Regions from separate parts of the Mus musculus genome. Here region 2 is linked to region 1. Evidence: chromatin contacts called from public HiChIP or PLAC-seq data. All regions are on one chromosome and are shown on one strand. The core of a region is the stretch at or near the end of the contact, and the rest is flanking DNA. Distances in the headings are between cores, read along the strand shown. Region 1 overlaps Rasa3 (RAS p21 protein activator 3). Region 2 has its middle 14 kb from the start of Atp4b.

Region 1 (3,238 bases), core at 421-2,920:
GTCGGTCAGGCAGTTAACTTTCCTCCCATGCCCCCCCAAATCTGTCTCCAGCTTAAGTCAAACAGTGATTTCAAGCCCTGCTAAGTCTTGTAAGCTGGGTGTAGCTGCTGAGTCACAGGACGGAAAGATTGACAGCAGCAACAGCAGCACCTGGAGTCTGAAATGGGAGGGGCAGGGGCCCCGCCTGCCTTTGGCAGTCTTATAGGTGCCCACGACGTGGTTCTCAAGCTTCTCCAAGACACTGAGTTAATCCTATGTGCTGGAGCTCATGTCTCTAGCAAGTAAATTGGCCACACACAGCGCCAAAATGCAGGGTCTCACACGGTAGGTACACGGTAGAAATGAGGTTGCCACCAGAGCAGATATGGTTTTAGAAGAGTCTGCCCTCGCTCCTACCATACCCTAACAGCCCAGTGGAGGTACTTCAGGGGCCTCAGACAAGGACAGACACTGCTGGCTTTGATTTTCAAAACCTACTAAACTGATATTTTCTGACCGCAAGTTCATGCATAGCGGGAGAGCCTGCGGTTGGAGTGAGCGCCCACTGCCTTGTCCCGCTCTGTGAGCTCTCCGACTGCCTGTATGGAAAGGGTTTCCTAGCCACACAGTGGTGGAGTACTACTCCCCACCACTGCTCCCCGCACCCCTCAGGCCGTAGACCTGCCTTCAGGCCTCTTGCTCCCTGCTTCCACCTAGCCTCCATTACAGAGGAGTTCATGGGATTGGCTCTGAAGATTGTCCACTGTTCTGACTCCTAACTTGATCCCACAGCACCCTTGATTATGCAGAATTACAGAGTCCCCATGGCTCTGACAGGACCAGTCTCAGGTCAGGAGCCCCACTCAGGCTACTCAGGAACCCACACTTGAGAAGCCCCACCCTCTGCAGCACTATAGCAGGCCTCCATGCCACCGAAGCTGTGTGGCTTTTTTTTAAAAAATCTATTAACTGTGTTTTTGTATCTGTGCAGTGTGTGTGTATGTGTGTAGGTCAAAAGTTGCTGTAGGATGTCTTTCCTCAACTGATCCTCACTGTTATTTTTGAGACAGGGTTTCTTTTCACTGATTTGGCTAGCCAATGAATATCAAGGACCCACCTGTCTCCTCACCCTAAGAACTAGAATCACAGGCGTGCACGCCCATACCTGGATTTTTAGTGGGTTTTGGGGACCTGAACTCAGGTCTCTATGTTTGCTTGTCCAATACTTTACTGACTGGGGCACCCCCCACCCCCCCACCCCCGGCATCCCACACTTCTTAAAAATTAAGGTCTAGCTATTTAACATCCCTTAATCTAAAAGTGGCTATGTAGACCAGTCTGTCTTTAAACTTGTGGCGATTTTTCTGAGTGCAAGGGAGTTACAGAGTTGGACCAGCATGTTATGGACAGATCACCATAACATGAGGCTATGAGCCACCTCCATCTTTCCCTTTCCCTCCTCCTGTGTGGTAGGCTCTGAAGGTGGGAACCGAGGCTTTGCTTGTCTCCCCAACCCCCCCAAACCTGGTGCTGAAGCACAAACAACAGGCACCAAGGCTGAGAGGAGCCTCCAGCCTCACCCTTCTTGACTCGCCCGCTCTGGTTCCGAGAGGCCCCAGGGTGCTCTGGGCTGAATCACTTCCCCTTTTTTTGCTCAAACCCTCACGTTTCCGGAGAAACGAACCTCGCCCTGCTTGGGGAAGCTGTGGTGAAGCACAAGCCTCAAAGCCAAACAACCCAACCCTGTGTCCTGGTAACTGTGACTCGGCCATTCCATCTGCCTCTTCTGACTGGAGCCAGATGGCTCAGGAAGAGACACTTGGCTTTGGTCTCCTGAGACTGAGGGAATCTCTAAGGGAACCAAATGCCATCCAGATCCGAGGCTCCCTGGGCTGGGCCAGGACAGCACCCGAGACACAGTCATGTGACTTGCTCCGGGTCTCTGCTGAGGCTCAAGGTTCTTCCCACCGAAGCACCGACCTCAAAATAAAACACCTCGTCAAACTGGGGGTTGTTGGTTTTCTTCTTCACCTTCGTTTTCTTTGCTTCAGACCTGTAGTGAAGAAAGGAAGGATTGGTTGGGAGAAAGAAAAAAAAATGGCCGTCAGCTCCAGATGGGTTTGAAACCAAGCTGTCAAGCATACAGTTGTTTACCACCTTTATTTATCTCGCAAGTATTGTCTCTCTCCACTCCCAGATGGTATGTAAAGCAGGGACCTTTTCTGAGCCCAAAATACCCAGTACAAGGCTCACAAAGGCTTTCCGGGAAACAAAGACAGTTTACAGCAATAAACCTATAAATCTATAAAACACATCCTACTTCAAAGTATACCTGCCCTCCCGTTAAAAAAGGTGCCAACCTCTTGGCTCCAGGGCTTTACCCCGCCCCCACCCCCCAGCCCCCATAACCCAGAACTGAAACTGGCAGGGCAGGGCATCAAAGGGACAACTTGCCTGAAGGGTCCGGCCAGCGTCACTGTGGCGTAAGGGTCACACTGCCCGTTCACAATGGGGAGACCCTGGCACTCGAAGATGCTGAGACACAGAAGACAGTGGTCAGGGAAAGGATGTGCCAAGCCAGTACTTACCGGGCCAGGTGTGCTATAGCCTGGCAAGTTCTGGCAAGAATGTGGATCAGCAGTTACCAAATGCTGCCGAAGGACAGGGGTCCAAGCAGGTGGCCTTCATCAAACTACGTCTTAGGGTATCGAGCCCTCTGGCTACCACCATCACAGCCTCTCCAAAGCACCTAGGTGACAGACAGCTAAGTACCAGCGTGTCACCCAGGGCCAGCACTGCCCTCTGCTGCTCAGAGGCCTGCACTCATAACTCCTTCATGGGTCCCCTCTTGCCTCCTGGGAGTGCAAGCTCTCAGCCTGGAATCCCACAACTGCCTATAGGCAGGAGATCTACAGTGACGGATCACGGTTGTCTATGTATTTTGACACCAGTATTTGCCTACACCGGCCTGTGAGTTCCGTATCTAGGCTTTCGGCTGACTCTTGGTTTTTAGTTCCCGTCTCCATTGATACTGGCCTTTGAGGCAGATGTTAGCCTCTGTGAAGTTTAGGAGGCTAGAAGAACACTAAGGGTTCCCTGGCTCCGGAGCTGGTGAACTAGCCAAGAGTGGGTGCTGGGGATGAAACGCTGGTCCTCTGCAAGAGCAGCAGATGCTCTTAACCACCAAGCCTTCTGCAGCCCAAATCTGGGATCCTTGAGATCCAGAAGCCATGTTTATCTGGCTTAGAATCAGGGATAG
Region 2 (3,238 bases), core at 427-2,926, 210 kb before region 1:
TGACTCACACAAGGAGGACTGGGGAGTCAGTCCCCACCAGAGGCTGCCTGTTTGCTGGGGCACTGAGAACCCAGAGGCCACTTAGTTCACAAAGCTAGGTGCTTTGGCATCGTCCCTCTGGCACTGAAGGATATGTGCAAGTGAAATAAACTGGATTGATGGAGTGCCACATAAATAGCTAAGGGGGCCAGGGATGATGGCTCAGCAGGTAAGATGGCTCTTGCAGAGGACCCAGGCTTGATTCCCAGCACCCATGTGGTAACTCAACCATCTGTAACTGCAGTTCAGGGCATCTCATACTTTCTGACTTCCATATGATGCACAGATATACATGCAGGCAAAGCACACATAAAGTAAAAATTAAGGCATGAAATGAAAACATTGTAAACCTCCGGTGGGGATGGCTACTTACTGTGCATTGAAAGTCACTAGCAACAGACAACTGCTAACCCATGTGTATCCATGACTTCTCTCATCACCAGGATAACACCTGATAGTAACTTGAAGCAGGAAGGGCTAAGCTTTGCCTATAGCTTGTGAGAGGAACAGTTCATTATAGTGGTGAAGGCTTGGCCGCGGGAGCACTTGACAGCTCTTATATGATCAGAAAGCAGAGATGGCTACTAGTGCTCAGCGTGCTTCCTCTTACATCGGCCTGGACGCTGACCCTGAAGTGTATCTATCTATAGTGATTCTAACTTTAGTCAAGTTGGCAGTGAGATTAGTCATCACACCATAGAATGAAAGAGATACCTTACAAACTCTGAGAATCAGTATGTAGCATGGAGAGAACTCTTAAAACCAACCACCAACAGCAAGCAGCATGCCTGGTGAAGAGAGGGCAAGGCTGTGATTGGACGCCTCTCCGTGAAGGTTGGGAGTGGTTTGCAAGCATGAGCATAAGAATCAAGGAATGGAAGTTAGAGCCACAAAGAGATGCCATCATAATGCCCAGACGACGACGACCCGTGAGAGCAGGAAATACAGAAACTGGCAAGTCGCTACGGCTTGGATCTGTGATGGATCCTTAAAGCTTCTACCTGGGTGTGGTGCTTGTCTTTTTACTCTTTGTTCTTGTTTTTGTTTTAAGATAGGGTCTCCCGGGTCCCAGGCTGGCCTTGAACTTGTTACGTAGCTGAAGGAGCATGAACGTCCTTTCTTTCTACCTCTGACTCCCAAGTGCAGTAGTACAAGTGTGTGTCACCACACCTAGTTTATATATGCTGCGCTTGTAACCCAGGGCTTCTAAGCTAGATAGTTGTGCTTGCAACTGAGCCCTGTTCCCAGCCCAAGACCCACACAGGCAAGTACTTAGTTTGGCAATTTGGTAAGTCGTGGAATTTTAAGACGTGAGACCTCATGGTAAGTCTTTAAGCCATTTGGGGGATCTGCCCTTGAGACGGATCCTAGAATCTGAGTTGTGCGTGGGTTTTTTTGATTGTTTTGTTTTGTTTTGTTTTGTTTTTGTTTTTGTTTCTGCTTCCTGACTATGATGTGAGCCAAATTCGTTCACCATTCCCTGCCATACTATTGTGGCCCTACCAGACACCTATTAGGCAATGGGTGAGCCTGGTCAAAGCCCACAGTTATGACTCAAAGTGAACCTTTGTTCTTTACTGAATGACTAATCCCAGGCCTGTGGTATAGCACCATACAGCTGTCTAACACACACTTGTTGGTCAGGATATGAGAAATGGAATCTCTACTGGTAGGGATAGGAAATGGAGTCACCTCAGTGGGAAACACAGGAGGGCTGCCCCTGAAAGGGTTAAAAATAGGAATTTGGTGTGTGTGCAAAGCTGTGCAAGCAGGTCTTGAAGACTGAGTTGAACACTCATGATCTAAGCACCATCGGTCACCAATAAAAACGAAGGTAAAACAACCCAAGTGGCCCTGGTTACATGAAGGACAGGTGTGGTCTACACACACAGAAAGACTTTAAATCTTGACTGAAAAGGGAATTCTGACACAGGATGAAACTTGAGTCTCTGTGTGACCAGTCAGAAGAAAACACTGTGGTCACATAAGGTACCCAAAGTTAGATTCACAGAAACACAAGGGACCTGGTGAACACGGCGTCTGTGGGGAAATGGGGGCAGTGGGTGTCAGCTGGGAATGAGCAGATGTCGCCAGCTGCCCTAAAAAGTCAAGCTGGCAATTTTTGTGTTAGGTGGGAAGGAAGGACTGCCAGACACAAAAGGGGCTGCACTGGATAGTTCTGTGCCTACTTGAGTCATCTGAAAGGAGGGAACCCCAATTGAGGATCTCCATAAGATTCTGCAGGCAGAGCCGGGCGTGGTGGCGCACGCCTTTAATCCCAGCACTCGGGAGGCAGAGGCAGGCGGATTTCTGAGTTCGAGGCCAGCCTGGTCTACAGAGTGAGTTCCAGGACAGCCAGGGCTGCACAGAGAAACCCTGTCTCGAAAAACCAAAAAAAAAAAAAAAAAAGATTCTGCAGGCAAACTTGTAGGGCATTTTTTTAATTCATGAGGGAGGGCCCTGCCCACATGTGGGTGTGGTCCTTGGCTAGTGGTCCTGGGTTCTGTAAGAAAGTAGGCTAAGAAAGCCACAAGGAACAAGCCAGTAAGCAGTACCCCTTCATGGCCTCTGCATCAGTTTTCTGTCCCGTTTGAGTTCCTATCCTGACTTACTTCAGTGATGGACTACAATATGGAAGTGTGAGCCAGAGAAACCCAATTATCCCAAGTTGCTTTTGGTCACGGTATTTCATCACAGCAACAGAATTCCTTAGATGTTGGTATCAGGAGTGGGGTTTTGCTGTGACAGACCTGACTGTGCTGGTTTTTTTTGGGGGGGTGGGGGGTGGGGTGCGGTTATGGAAGGGCTTTGGGTAGAAAAGCCATTGAGTGTTGAGAACTCAGTGAGCTGTTCTGTGGGAGCTTGGAAGATGAGATTATTGAGAGCAGTGCAGGTGATGGAGGCCTGGCTTGTGAAGCTTCAGAGGAAGGAAGCACTCCATCAGGACTTTCCTTACAAATCTGTGGTTCTGGTCAGTTGGGACTGAAGAATTAGCATGATTATTAACAAGAGACCAGAACCAATGAAGTAAAACCCATGTTTTACTGGCACAATAGGTGCTGGTCAGCTGGAGCTGAGAAATTAGTGGTGACTGGGGAGAGTTGGGGGGCGGGTGCACTTTTGATCCCAGCACTTGGGAGGCAGCCAGGGCTACACAGAGAAACCAAATCTTGGAAGAGAGAGAGAGAGAGAGAGAGAG

The links. HiChIP or PLAC-seq counts read pairs in DNA pulled down with a chosen protein or histone mark.
Region 2: a contact with region 1 is called in a FOXA1 HiChIP or PLAC-seq map of pancreatic cancer cells. The contact joins two enhancer-like sites. A contact is called at or near these places in 3 of 39 promoter capture datasets (hippocampal neurons and liver), 3 of 115 datasets of contacts at active chromatin or transcription factors (embryonic stem cells, pancreatic cancer cells and stem cell-derived neural progenitor cells) and 2 of 9 other capture datasets (adipose tissue and liver).

The regions. Positions count from the first base shown.
Region 1 is chr8:13,593,376-13,596,613 of GRCm38.p6, forward strand. It overlaps Rasa3 (RAS p21 protein activator 3), which reads right to left. Exons shown (of 24, transcript NM_009025.2): 6 at 2,434-2,514; 7 at 1,960-2,032. Among named protein-coding and RNA genes, the nearest start is that of Gm34795, 11 kb to the left of the region's middle. Within about 2 kb of position 1,671, at least 197 of the 459 cell types and tissues checked have an H3K27ac peak or open chromatin away from gene starts, as enhancers often do. A contact at or near this core is called in pancreatic cancer cells, where this site is marked.
Region 2 is chr8:13,381,140-13,384,377 of GRCm38.p6, forward strand. No RefSeq gene overlaps it. Among named protein-coding and RNA genes, the nearest start is that of Atp4b, 14 kb to the right of the region's middle. Within about 2 kb of position 1,677, at least 15 of the 459 cell types and tissues checked have an H3K27ac peak or open chromatin away from gene starts, as enhancers often do. A contact at or near this core is called in pancreatic cancer cells, where this site is marked.